2 separate regions of the Triticum aestivum genome follow, and region 2 is linked to region 1. The links are chromatin contacts, called in public Hi-C maps. All regions are on one chromosome and are shown on one strand. Each heading gives the region's core, a stretch centred on a gene start, on an enhancer-like site or on the middle of the called end of the contact. The rest is flanking DNA. Distances are from core to core; before and after follow the strand shown. Region 1 holds the start of LOC123045313 (2-oxoglutarate dehydrogenase, mitochondrial). Region 2 holds the start of LOC123045314 (heavy metal-associated isoprenylated plant protein 7).

Region 1 (7,442 bases), core at 2,418-4,917:
TCTTCTTTTTCTCGCTTCAGATTTTCTTAACAGTTCCAAACAATTATGAGCATGTAGAAATCAACCTTCTAAACCAACTTTGTTTTGGGTCTACCAATTATTCCAGGATAGTGTTTATTTAGTTATTTTTATTTCTAGATCATCCCAGAACATATAATGCTACGAAATTAAACAACATGTGTTTAGCCATGACTCCATCCCTGAGCAACATGTCTGCTACACATGCCATGTGTGCTGCTCAATTCAACGGGTACAAACCTTGTTGCATATCTCAGCTGCTAAAAGATCATGACAATGTATCAGCAAAAAACGCCAATTATTTGGCTAAGGACGAATGTCTGAAACCTTAGCAAGCTAAATTGCATCTTCAGTAATACTGGCCCCAATTTGTTTATGTTCTAACCATTCTCCTTAGGGTATTGTCAATTCTCCATTCCAGAGTTGACAATAATGAGCATAATTGGTCAGTCATGTGTCCACTGTCAAATACTGATGGATCAAGCCAGCCTTAAGCTTTCTCTTATGTATATGGATATAAAATCACTCACTATGTACAACATAAAGCCAACATTATAACTAAACTAGCTGATACAGTTTTCAGTCTATCTGCTTATGGTGATTTCATGTTTTATTATATATAAGAAATCTAACTGAAGTAACCCATGTGCACCCCTAACTGGAACAAGTTAGCAGACTACAATTCTTACCTGTTGCTTACAGTAAATAGTTCCTCATTCTGGTTCATGACAAGATTATCAAGTGGGCAGTACTGCTCTCCAGTTTCTTGGTCATGGATAACAGAATGGCGGTGGCTGAATGTACCTCTCTCAACATCCTGGCCACTTAACCTGACATGGTTCCCCTCAATTATAAGAGTTGCAAAAGCAAGTGCTTCACCCACTGCCCAGTCAATGCCTTCCCCAGTCTCAATCATTTGGCGACGCAGATCAAAAATCTTCTTGACAGCCCTGTGAGGTTTGAAAGTTTCTGGAAGTGTTGTCATGGCTTCACCAACACGTTTTAGAATCTCTGGCTTGACACTGCATTGTTGCAAATGCATTACATCAAATACACTAACACAAAATGTGGAGGGAAACACAGAACTGGAAGGAAAGAATCATTTACCCGGTGTTTCGGATACGTGAAATCTGTTCTGGGGACTTAAACCCAGTCCAGTAAGCTGAAAGCCAGTCCCTCTTGTTGGGGATATCGTCTTTGCTCTTTTTGAATTCCTCATTCAGTATGGTGCTGACCTTCTTGTGTATCTTGTCAATATCTTCCTTGGAGATCTTCCCTGATTCTAACAGCTGGTTTTGATATATCTCAAGCGCACTTGGGTGGTTCCTAATCACCTGATTCAGATAGAAATATATATCTTAAGTTGCTTGTATAATAAGTATAATAATATCGCTATTTTATTATGCAGAATCAGTTTTATTGCTGATTCATGGCAATCTTTCTACTTCTGTTTACCAATAGATAAGTAAAATAGTTAAGGCTCACAGTTATGTCTAATAAATGATAATTAGCCAGAGTTCCAACGATGATGCTTACTCAGAAAGTAAGGAATGATCAGGACTGAAATTAAGAATGAAAAATGCATATAGAATTGTGTGCCAGATCATAATCATAATGGTGTTTTCCTTTTTTCTTTCCTTTGGGAGCGGGGTGTGGGTGTGGACAGTACCTTGTACATTTTAGGCTGGGTGAAGGAGGGCTCGTCAATCTCATTATGCCCAAATCGACGGTAGCATACAATATCCACCACTACATCAGAATGAAATGTTTGCCTCCACTCCGCAGCAAGCTCACAAGTATGAACCACAGCCTCCAAGTCGTCACCGTTCACATGGAAAATTGGAGCATCCAATGCTTTGGCTACATCTGTACAATACTGTGAAGACCTCCCTGACATCGGATCAGTAGTGAACGCAACCTGATTATTGACCACAAGATGAATTGTTCCACCGGTGGTGTAGTTTGGAAGTGCACTCAGATGCAGGGTCTCATACACAACACCTTGCCCTGAGAAGCTTCCATCACCATGCAATAGCACCCCTAGATTCTTGGTCCTGTCAAGATCATTAGAATAGTACTGCTTTGCTCTGGTCTTCCCAGCAACAACAGGATCGACTGCTTCCAAGTGACTTGGATTTGCAACCAACGATAGATGGATATGTTTCCCACCTCTGGTAGGCCTATCATATGAAGTTCCTAGATGGTACTTGACATCGCCTGTCCCTGTATACAAACCCTCCCCCTCATTGACAGGCTTGGTACCACCACTAAACTCGCTGAAGATCTGTCGCAAGGGCTTACGTACGACGTTTCCCAAGACATTGAGCCTGCCTCTGTGTGGCATCCCAATGACAATACTCTCTACACCAAGATCAGCTGCCCTGTCAAACATCTCCTTCATACCAGGAATCAGTGTCTCGGCACCTTCTAGGCCAAATCGCTTTGCGGTGGTCCACTTCTGTGCCAAGAAATTCTCAAACTGGGTACTCCAGATGAGCCTATCGAGCATGACCTGGCGACGATCATAGGTGTACTCCCTTGGGTTAACTGTCTCGATCCTCTCCCTCAGCCAGTTGCACTTTTCGCGGTCAGGTATGTGCATGTACTCGTAACCAATGGTGCCACAGTAGGCCTGCTCCAGGCGTCCCAACACAGAACGAAGTGTCTGCACAGGCCGATTCTCGGACAAGAACCCAGCCATCCTCCACACCCCGAGGAAGAACTCCCGATCCAAATCAGACTCAGAGAACCCGTAGAACGCCGGGTCCAGGACATCCGGAACCGGGCGCTGCTCCAGCCCAAGAGGATCGAGCTTGGCCTTCATGTGGCCGCTCACCTGGTAGGCGCGCACGAGCAGCAGCAGCCTCATGCTCTCCTGGATCGTCTGGCCGGATATGCCGGGGGACGTGGCGGCCTGCCCGACAAAGTTCCGGAAGAAGTTGTCCCAGGACTCGTCGACGGAGGTCGGGTCCGCCTCCCACGCCCGCTGCAGCTCCTCGAGGTACACGCTGCTGGTGCCATCGAGGAAGCTGTCGGTGAGGCGCGAGAGCGGCACGGCGCGGGGCTCAGGCGCCGCGTACCGCCGGGGGAGCGTCGAGTGGAAGTACCGCGGCGCGGGGCCGGCGAACGGGCTCGCCGGAGCGCGCGACAGGCTCCTCCGCAGCGCCACCCGGGCTAAGCCCGACGCGGCCCGGAATAACCCCATTTTCAGATCGAATTTCCTCTCCCGACGCCAAATCTAGACGCGGAAAACTGGACGGGTTGGGGTACGGATCCAAGAGAAACAGAGAATTAGATCATCAGGAGAAAAGATCGGAGGAATCCAAACAAGTTAGGGTTCGTTACCTAGAAAAGAAATCGTCCCGATTCTTCGGTGGAAGAATGCCTGGAGCGGGTTCCACCCACGACGCCGCCGCGAGGGGAAGAGGGAAAAGATGGACGTGGATAAAAGGGGAGGATGGGGATATATTCGATATTTTTCTTGGATGTTTTCGCGAACAAGGCGTTGATGTATAGAGAATACTATTTTGGGTCCTTCCGGTGCTAATTGTTCATCATACTTCTCTTACGTGGACTAGTAAACCAAATAGAGAGGACAGAAGGCGAAGGAGGTGGGGGATACCGGCTTCAAGCTATGGTATGCGAGGACAGCTGCAAACAGAAATGGCGTAGGCATATTGATCAACAAGAGCCTCAAGTATGGAGTGGTAGACGTCAAGAGACGTGGGGACCGGATTATCCTGGTCAAGCTGTTAGTTGAGGATTTAGTTCTCAATGTTATCAACGTGTATGCCCCGCAAGTAGGCCACAATGAGAACACAAAGAGGGAGTTCTGGGAAGGCCTCGAAGACATGGTTAGGAGTGTACCGATTGATGAGAAGCTCTTCGTAGGAGGAGACCTCAATGGTCACGTGGGTACATCTAACACAGGTTTTGAAGGGGCGCATGCGGGCTTTGGCTATGGCATCAGGAATCAAGAAGGAGAAGATGTCTTAAGCTTTGCTCTAGCCTACAACATGATTGTAGCCAACACCCTCTTTAGAAAGAGAGAATCACATCTGGTGACTTTTAGTAGTGGCCAACATTCTAGCCAGATTGATTCCATCCTCTCGAGAAGGGAAGATAGGCGTGCGTGCCTAGACTGTAAGGTGATACCTGGAGAGAGTGTTGTACCCCAGCATAAGCTGGTGGTTGCTGACTTTCGCTTTCGAATTCGTGTCCAGCGGGATAAGCGGGCTAAAGTCGCTAGAACAAAGTGGTGAAAGCTCAAGGGGGAGGTAGCTCAGGCGTTCAAGGAGAGGGTCATTAAGGAGGGCCCTTGGGAGGAAGGAGGGGATGCGGACAATGTGTGGATGAAGATGGCGACTTGCATTCGTAAGGTGGCCTTAGAGGAGTTTGGAGTATCCAGGGGAAGGAGAAGCGAAGATAAGGATACCTGGTGGTGGAATGATGATGTCCAGAAGGCGATTAATGAGAATAAAGATTGCTTCAGACGCCTATACCTGGATAGGAGTGCACACAACATAGAGAAGTACAAGATGGCGAAGAAGGCCGCAAAGCGAGCTGTTGGTGAAGCAAGGGGTCGGGCGTATGAGGACCTCTACCAACGATTAGGCACGAAGGAAGGCGAAAGGGACATCTATAAGATGGCCAAGATCCAAGAGAGGAAGACGAGGGATATTGGCCAAGTCAAATGCATCAAGGACGGAGCAGGCCAACTCTTGGTGAAGAACGAGAAGATTAAGCATAGATGGCGGGAGTACTTCGACAAGTTGTTCAATGGGGAGAATAAAGGCTCTACCATTGAACTGGACGACTCTTTTGATGAGACCAGCATGCGTTCTGTGCGTCGAATCCAGGAGTCTGAGGTCAAGGAGGCTTTAAAAAGGATGAAGGAAGGCAAGGCGATGGGCCCGGATTGTATCCCCATTGAGGTGTGGAAAGGTCTCGGGGACATAGCGATAGTATGGCTAACCAAGCTTTTCAACCTCATTTTTCGGGCAAACAAGATGCCAGAAGAATGGAGACGGAGTATATTAGTACCAATCTTCAAGCACAAGGGGGATGTTCAGAGTTGTACTAATTACCGTGGAATTAAGCTGATGAGCCATACAATGAAGCTATGGGAGAGAGTCATTGAGCACCGCTTAAGAAGAATGACAAGCGTGACCAAAAATCAGTTTGGTTTCATGCCTGGGAGGTCGACCATGGAAGCCATTTTCTTGGTACGACAGCTTATGGAGAGATATAGGGAGCAAAAGAAGGACTTGCATATGGTGTTCATTGACTTGGAGAAGGCCTATGATAATATACCGTGGAATGTCATGTGGTGGGCCTTGGAGAAACACAAAGTCCCGGCAAAGTACATTACCCTCATCAAGGACATGTACGATAATGTTGTGACAAGTGTTCGAACAAGTGATGTCGACACTGATGACTTCCCGATTAAGATAGGACTGCATCAGGGGTCAGCTTTAAGCCCTTATCTTTTTGCATTGATGATGGATGAGGTCACAAGGGACATACAAGGAGATATCCCATGGTGTATGCTCTTTGCGGATGATGTGGTGCTAGTTGACGATAGTCGGGCGGGGGTAAATAGGAAGTTAGAGTTATGGAGACAAACCTTGGAATCAAAAGGGTTTAGGCTTAGTAGGACTAAAACCGAGTACGTGATGTGCGGTTTCAGTACTATTAGGTGTGAGGAGGAGGAGGTTAGCCTTGATGGTCAGGTGGTACCTCAGAAGGACACCTTTCGGTATTTGGGGTCAATGTTGTAGAAGGATGGGGGTATTGATTAAGGTGTGAACCATTGGATCAAAGCCGGATGGATGAAGAGGCGCCAAGCTTCTGGCATTCTCTGTGACAAGAGAGTGCCACAAAAGCTAAAAGGCAAGTTCTACAGGACGGCGGTTCGACCCGCAATGTTGTATGGAGCTGAGTGTTGGCCGACTAAAAGGCGACATGTTCAACAGTTAGGTGTGGCGGAGATGCGTATGTTGAGATAGATGTGTGGCCATACGAGGAAGGATCGAGTCCGGAATGATGATATACGAGATAGAGTTGGGGTAGCACCAATTGAAGAGAAGCTTGTCCAACATCGTCTGAGATGGTTTGGGCATATCCAGCGCAGGCCTCCAGAAACTCCAGTGCATAGTGGATGGCTAAAGCGTGCGGAGAATGTCAAGAGAGGGCGGGGGTAGACCGAATTTGACATAGGAGGAGTCCGTTAAGAGAGACCTGAAGGATTGGGGTATCACCGAAGAGCTAGCTATGGACAGGGGTGCATGGAAGCTTGCTATCCATGTGCCAGAGCCATGAGTTAGTTGCGAGATTTTATGGGTTTCACCTCTAGCCTACCTCAACTTGCTTGGGACTAAGGCTGCGTTTGGCAGCAAGGTTTTTTTAAAGTTTTCGAAGAATATTGCGGTTTCTGAAAAGAACCATGATTTTGAAAACTTTGATGTGTTTGGCTTTAGAAAAACTGAAGTTCTGTAAACCACAATATCTCAGAAACCAAGGTATTTTTGTTGTTTCGGAAAAAGAGGTCCCGAGCTCTTTTTTCTAAACCGAACGGCGCAGTTGACGTCCCCGTCTATATCCAGATGAGATCGCCTCCTACTTTTCCTCTGACTATTATCTCGCTAACGAATTCGATTATATCTCCTGCTTATTAGCTGATTCTGTTTGATTCACGTACGTTCTCTTCTCGTGTGCTTCTTCTTCCAGCCGGCGTCACCTGCAAGTCTCCCTCTCCCATCTCCTCCGTCGGCCATGAGTCAATCAAGCCCACCACCAGGGAAAAAGGTATGCGCTCATCTATGCCCTTTCCGATGAATGCAATACTGCCACAAGGGGCGGCATATTGAATATACTCCATGCTGATCTTCCAAGGAGTAGATGTCAACGTGGGCTAATACGAGGGCAGTGATTAGTTTCCAGTGATCTTCCAAGCTTCTTGCTTCTCGGTCGTGTACTTGTACGCCTATTAATTTCCGGCAAGTAGCGCATGTCTTGAATAGTTCATGGAGTAGATCGATTGGTCTGTCTGAAGAACACTCGTACGCACAAGGCTTTTCTAGGTAGCCAATGCAGTACCAACTTTGCACGTACACGCACATATAATTTTGGCCGGACTGAAAGTACACGCACATATAGAAAAAAAATATGATGGCAACATTCCTAAGATTGCATTGCTTTAATCTAGTTGATTAATGAACTATGATGTACGTCCTGGTTAAATTAATCTTGCTATTGAACGCCGGCTGATTGATCTATTTCTTGCACTTGTCTAGTTAGCTCAGCATCTAACTGTAGTCATGTTGAGTACGTACATCATCTTTTACTTGGCGATGCATCATATTGTCTTGCTATGATTATATGCCAATCTTCAACTAACAATTAAAAAACAATTGCAGAGCCAA
Region 2 (7,442 bases), core at 3,301-5,800, 150 kb before region 1:
CCGGTCACTGCATGACCATGCGAGCACAGCGAGCCGGCCGACCAACTTTGACAAAGAAGAAGGCCACCACCACCAAGCCTAGGGCCGACGTCCCAGACATCCTCGTGTTGCAGATCAAGTCCAGGAGCAGTGCCCCGCCGACGGCGATTGAGATCGGTAGCACAACGAATTAGCCCGACATGAGTCAAGGCCAGATTCGTCGTTGCTGTTGCCATCCTCCTCCCCCCCCCCCCCCCCCCGCCCGCCGCCGCACCACTTCCATGTCGCCGCCGATCTACGCCACCGCCTCCCAACCAGATCGAGATCCGAGGAGAAACCGCCATCGCCGCCACGCCACAAGGGCTTTACCCTGTGACGCCCCGGACGACGGCGGCGGAGGGGAGGGGAGGAGGGAGGAGGCTGTAGGAGGAGGGCGGGGGCTCCCCGGTGCGGGGCGGCGCTGCCGCACGGGGGAGGGACGGGAGGGATGTGAGAGAGGGTAGCAGGGTTAATGAAACAAAACGCCCCATCAAGCCCCATTCTGTACCATACTCCCCGCAATTTTGGAAACATCAACTATTGGAATCTTGTCTGACAACGAAATCCAGACTTTATACTAAAAACTTGTGGATGCTAACCCACGGTGAGTCTAAGGATGATGGTAGAAGCCTTCTACATTTTGAAACAATGGCCTACTTCGAATACCGTACAAAACTGATGCATGCAATCAATCAAATAAACTAATACGAGTACCTTTCAAACAGGCCCCTGTATAATAATAATAATAATAATAATTACCATTGAGGTTTTACGGAAAATTTTCGCATTAAAATAAGTAAAATACAAAGTATCACAAGCCACACGGCAGGAGTAGAAAGGAATCGCAGGGCAGTCAGGGACGTAGGCAAAACCATCATACTCCCTCCGTTCGGAATTACTTGTCTCGGATATGGATGTATGTAGAACTAAAATACGTCTAGATACATACATTTCTGTGACAAGTAATTCCAAATGGAGGGAGTATTTTGCAAGGGAAGCAAGCAACCTCAAGTCACAGAATGATGATGGGAAAGTATTCCCTCACATTCACAGCAAACTCTAAAGTCTGTAGCCCCTGGATATCATCAGCTAGTGGGCTACCGGGTAAAAAAAGTGGGCGCATCAAGATTGAAGCTGCAATCCGCCTAGGATTTTGTGTCATGCAAAAGTGGGACCCATCTCACATGCCCCATGCACATGACAACCACTTGTCTCCTACCTCCTCTTGCATCTCACCGTTGCCATTCCATTTCATTTACCCCACCCCCTGTGACTTCTCCCTCTCACCACCACAGTTTTTTGACAGAGCGACTGTTCCTCCGGGTCCTAGATGTTTAGGGCCGGGCACCAGCACACAGCCAAGGAGATGGAGAGAATTACTATACTATAATAACAGTTTTTACATAAGTTCAGTACAAGGCAAAAAGAAAAATCTACATAAGATGAAAACATCCATCAACTGACAAGGAAGTCCAGACTTACTTTATACCAGACGGTAAAAACATAAAAGGTTCAAAAAAAGGGAAACCTGACCGCAAAAAAGCCTGGTACTTTCTTCAAGCTGCTGCCATTTGCTTTGCTCGAGGGCATTTTTGCTGCCATGGCACCCCTCAACTCATGCAGTCCCTTCTCCCCTTCTTATTTGTTTTCCACTCTAGACCACCAAGGTTCTAACCTCCTTTTTACATGACGGAGCAGGCGTTCGGGTTCTCGTCGCTGAAGATCTGCGGCGGGTACGGCGGGTAGGCCGGCGGCGGAGGGTAGGCGGCGTAACCCAGCCTCGGCGGGTAGTACCCTCCCGGGAAGGCGAACTGCGGGTAATGCATGTAGAGGTTGGCTGCGGCGATGGCGCCGGGGTCTTTCTCCTTCTCCTTCTCCTCGCCGCCGGCGCCTCCATCCTCCTTGTCTTTCTCCTCTTTCTTCTCGTCTGCGGCGCCATCCTTGTCGTCCTTCTTCTCCTCCTTGTCGTCCTTCTTCTCTTCGCCGCCTTCGGCTGCCTTCTTCTCATCCTTGGCGTCTCCTTCGCCGGCTTTCTCGGCCGGGGCAACCGGCTCGGACTTGATAATGGCCGCATGCCTGCCGGTGCGCTTGTGCACGTACTCGGCCAGCTTGACCTCCTCAAACACGCCCTTCACCGTCACTTCCGACGCCTTCAGGTCTGGGTCTGCAGATTGCACTCCTGCATAATTTCGAACCAAAATCTTCAGCAATACTACTACTCCTACATAACAAAGTATCACCGAGCTCGAGGATGATCTATCTAGTGTGATTTTAGGCAGAAAAAATTCTTATACGATCCAGATTAATATTGTCACACTATATAGCCAGACAGGTAGGTGAAGGAGTGAATCTTATCTGCACACAGTTGTGCATCTTTTGCAAGAAAAGGAGCTACACGTACAAGGCCCACATTTTGGCTTTGTTTCAGCCATCGACCTAAAGAGGAATCCCTCTTTTTTCATCATTGCATCAGAGGAAAGATTTGCTTGACCTTTGCTGAATCACTAGGTAGATTCTAAACATGACACATAGTAGTAAACTAATTCTAGGAGGAGCTAGTGAAAATAAATACTAGTAAGAGAAAGGCCATAGATGTTTCTGTCCTGACGAAAATGACGCGAGAGAGAAATGAAAAAAGGGCAGGTAATCCCACAGCAGCCCATTACGCACCTTTCATCTTTTCGATCCTCTTCTTTATCGCCTGCGCGCAGGCCTCGCAGTGCATGTGCACCTTCAGCACCACGGAGATCACCGTTGGCTTCAAAACCAAACATCATTCAGTCAGTTTAGCCAAATCTGAAGTAAAACTGAAATTAACATACAAACTAGTAGGAGTACTGCATTGCGTGCATTCGTTAAGGTCCTTCACCTCCTTCTTCTCTTCAGGTTTCGGCGGCTCAGGTTCCTCCTTCTTCTCCTCTTCCTTCTTCTCCTCCGGCGGCGGGGGTAAAGGCGAGAGGAGCTCCACCTTGCGGCCGGTCTTCTTCTGAACACGCTCCACCACCTTCATCGGGTCGGCGGCCGCCTTCTTTCCCTTCACAACCACCTTGTGCGCCTTAGAGTCGGCAATGACGTCCTCTACTCCTGAATCCACACAAAAAGGTTTTCAGATGAGGTACTAGGTAGAACAGAGAATGGATCTTTGAGCCAAAGAAACTTTAATTTTCCCTTGATAGCAACAAGTAGTGCATGGAGAATATGCAGAGATGCTTGGAACATTTTGAGCAGTATTTGGAGATGATTGAGGAATCAGCTTAACTTTTGAGGACCTGTGGCCTCAAGGGCATTGTATACTCAAGGTTGTCATTCTCTTGGAATGTACTCCAACCTTTTGGAGTGAAAAGTCATTCCCATCACAATTAATCAACCACTAGATTCATGTGCGTCTCATGAGAAAGGAGGATCTTATTTATTTTATTTTATTTTTAGGACAAGAGGATCTTATTAATTAGGTGAATCAGTTTATTTAAAAGCTTAGCCCACCCCTACTGACCTATAGTCCACTATGAATTGCACCCAGAACAACCTTACAATAACTCTTAATTGGACGTCAGAACAGCACAGAGAAAAACACAAAATCTGGACCCCTTTTTTAATATAAGGACATAAGGAGGAAGACTAAAAAAAAGATTAGAGGAACCCAACCACATCATCATGTCTCTTAAATCTGATGAACAAACAAACAGATTCACTTTTAGCTTGCTTCCCATAACCGCAAGGGGAACACAAGTCTACCACTAACCATGATGATACGTGAATCAAGATGCACTAAACACGCACTACCTAGGACCACGGAACACTCGCGAAGAAAATGTCGAACGAACTCGGTAAAAATGTTCCTGTACTAGGGAAACAAAATCCACGTGACAGCGTACTACTAGTTCAAAACGAAACGAAAACGAAAAGATTTACTCTGACGGCGAATCCTGATGCAGCAAAGCAAAGCAGAGGAAATTAGAGAGCAGGGATTAATTAGAATAGATGAGGCGCATTACCATCGAATCTCTTGAGGATTTTCTTGACCTTCCTGGCGCAGCCCTCGCAGTGCATGTAGACGCGCATCACGACCTCCTCCGGCGGCGGCGGCGGCGGCGGGGGCGCCGCCTCCTCCTCCTTGGGCTTCTCCCCCTCCCCTTCCCCCTCCTTGGGCTTGTCGTCCTTGGGCTTGTCCTCCTCCCCCTCCTTGGGCTTCTCCTCCTTCTTCGGCTCCTCCTCCTTGGGCTTCTCCTCCTCCTTGGGCTTCTTCTCCTCCTGCGAACCAAAACACCACACCACGACGGGCGTCAGTCAGTCAGTCAAGATTCAATCTGCGCCGCCGCCGCCGCAGCAGCAGCAGCAGAGGAATGCAGTAGCAAGCAAGCGTCCTTCCTTACCTCGCCCATGGCGTGCGTTCCTCCTCTGTCCCGCTCCCGCGGCCCTGCTTCTCTGGTGGTATTGGGTGGTGGTGGCTCTCTGCGGCTCCCTGTGGGTGTGTCGCTCGCTACAAGACTGGCAGTGGGGTGGAGGGGGGTGGCCTCACTCGCTCGCCTTAAGTAGCGGGTGGGCACCGCGAGGGAGGGGCTGCGATGGCGAGATCCGCATGGAAATGATTTGGCATCTCTATCCCTGGGATTTCTTTTCTTCTCGTTTTGGTGCTGCTTCCTTGCTTTTTCTCGCTCACTCCATCTCTGTTTTTTTTTTCGGTGCACATTGTATTTGGGTGCCTGGAAGTATACGAACATTCTAGCACACCAGGTGACGTGTCACACCGGCTGCCCGGGCGTCGGATCCGCATGAATGCATGAATTACGGACGGCCGAGATCTGTAGTAGTACTAGTACCAGAAAGATTGTGAATTCTTTTTCTTTGATTTGATGGCTCTATCATTTTACTATTTTGCCTCAAGGTTAGTGCAGCATCCATGCATCGAATGCCACGAAACTAGAGGCGAGGAGCCTCCCTTGCACGGTTTCAAGGCCCCGCCTCGTGTGGCCTTGCGCCCGTCTCAAAGCGGCTTTCATTTTCTTTTCTTTTCTTTTCTTTGGGTGCTGGATTAAGGGCTAACCAACTAGTATGAATCAGCAAAAGTTTATTCTCAAAGAACAAAATTTACATTCTTAAAAACAAATCTACAGAAGCATCCGAGCCTTCTTTTTTCAGTTACTAATCAGCATTTAGAAAAATTTATTTTTCCAGCTCAGAGACAGAAGAGCATGGCTCGTGCATGCACAAACACTTGTCACCTGACTTGGAGGTCTGAACCGAATTTTTTTTCCAAAGTCAAAAAATGTTTTACTCTCAAGAAAACAAAATCCGCAAAAGTTTCCATGCTTTTCTTCAGTTACTAATAGGCATTTGGAGCCATTTTTTCCAGCTCAGAGACAGGAGAGCATGGCTCGTGCATGCACAAACACTTGTCACCTGACTTGGAGCTTTGAGCCATAGTCCTTTTTTTATTCATGCTTTTCTTATCCTTTTGTCACTTGTATTAGCATCGCAACAAAAAGTTGCTAGAGTCTTTTCGTAGAAAGGAGAAATATACATTGAAGAGTATAAGGAAGGGTTTCTTGTGACCGAGAAACTTATGAGGTGTCCCAGAACAACTTTTCTAGAAGAAATACACGAACAAGTGTGGTTGTTATGGATGACATGTACTTTCACATAAAGGCAGTGAGATCCTACCTCATAGAAAGGTTGATTCTTTTCATATTATTCATAGTGAAACATTTGATTTGATATGAGGGTACCTTCATGAGTAGGTTAATGTGTTTCCCTTGATAGGAATGAATTGATAGCGGCCTGTTAGTGAGAATCAAACAATAAATTCAAAGATACTCTACTGCTCCTGACATGAATCAAATTAATCATAGTAAATTAATTTTCCAAACCTTTTTCAATCACTAATGCGAACCAGTTATTTTGCCAGCTCAGAGACAGAAGAGCATGTTAGCATGCACGCACAAACACTTGTCACCTGACTTAGAGTTTTGTACTGAATTTTTTTATTCCTACTTTTCTTCCCTTTTTGTATGTATGTATTAGGATCGCAACAAAAAGATAATGACACTAGAGTCTTTTCGTATAAAAAGGAGAAATATATAGAGTGTAAGGAAAAGTTTTGTTTGTGATCGAGAAACTTGTGAGGCTTTCCAGAACAACTTTTCTAGAAGATATATGCGAACACGCATGGTTGTTGTTGATGCCGTGTATTTAACAAAATCCAACGACGAGACCCTAGTTCGGAGAAAAGGTTGTTTATTTTTGTATTAGTGTCATGGTAGAAACATTTTAATTTAATACTAGTAGGTTAATGCATTCCCCTTTAACAGGAATGAATTCAGGGCGGCCCGTTGGTTGGAAACTTAGAATCCAACAATAACTTTGAAGTTGCTCCAGCTATTGGAAATATGCTCTAGAGGCAATAATAAAATAGTTATTATTATATTTCTTTGTTCATGCTATAATTGTATTAACCGAAAACCGTAATACATGTGTGAATGCATAGACTACAACATGTCCCTAGTGAATCTCTAGTTGACTAGCTCGTTGATCAATAGCTGGTTGTGGTTTTTTGACCATGGACATTGGATGTTGTTGATAACGGGATCACATCATTAGGAGAATTATCTGATGGACAAGACCCAATCCTAAGCATAGCACAAGATTGCGTAGTTCGTTTGCTAGAGCTTTTCTAATGTCAAGTATCATTTCCTTAGACCATGAGATTGTGCAACTCCCGGATACTATAGGAATGCTTTGGGTGTATCAAACGTCACAACATAACTGGGTGGCTATAAAGGTGCACTAGAAGTATCTCCGAAAGTGTTTGTTGGGTTGGCACGAATCGAGACTGGGATTTGTCACTCCATATGATGGAGAGGTATCTCTGGGCCCACTCGGTAATGCATCATCATAATGAGCTCAATGTGACTAATGAGTTATCCACAGGATCATGTGTTACGGAACAAGTAAAGAGACTTGCCGGTAACGAGATTGAACAAGGTATAGGGATACCGACGATCAAATCTTGGGCAAGTAACATATCGATGGACAAAGGGAATTGTATACGGGATTGGTTGAATCCCAGACATCGTGGTTCATCCGATCAGATCATCATGGAACATGTGGGAGCCAATATGGGTATCCAGATACCGCTATTGGTTATTGGCCGGAGAGGCATCTTTGTCATGTCTGCATCATTCCCGAACATGTAGGGTCTACACATGTGACACCCCTGATTCAATCATACACTAATCATGCACACAAATGTGTATGATCAAGATCAGGGACTCACGGGAAGATATCACAACACAACTCTAAAAGTAAAATAAGTCATACAAGCATCATATTACAAGCCAGGGGCCTCGAGGGCTCGAATACAAGTGCTCGAACATAAATGAGTCAGCGGAAGCAACAATATCTGAGTACAGACATAAAGTTAAACA

What was found. A called contact is a pair of places that touch in the nucleus more often than the background predicts.
Region 2: a Hi-C map of leaf shows a contact between it and region 1, with 5 times the contacts expected there. The contact joins the promoter of LOC123045314 here to the promoter of LOC123045313 in region 1. A contact is called at or near these places in 2 of 5 Hi-C or Micro-C datasets (both in leaf).

Annotation. Positions count from the first base shown.
Region 1 is chr2B:432,907,789-432,915,230 of IWGSC CS RefSeq v2.1, reverse strand. It overlaps LOC123045313 (2-oxoglutarate dehydrogenase, mitochondrial), which reads right to left and starts at 3,667. Exons shown (of 9, transcript XM_044468316.1): 1 at 3,364-3,667; 2 at 1,688-3,270; 3 at 1,126-1,352; 4 at 708-1,040. The coding sequence starts at 3,223.
Region 2 is chr2B:433,060,711-433,068,152 of IWGSC CS RefSeq v2.1, reverse strand. LOC123045314 (heavy metal-associated isoprenylated plant protein 7) reads right to left here and starts at 4,550. Exons shown (of 5, transcript XM_044468317.1): 1 at 4,392-4,550; 2 at 4,014-4,269; 3 at 2,888-3,102; 4 at 2,689-2,776; 5 at 1,386-2,197. The coding sequence starts at 4,400. The coding sequence ends at 1,701.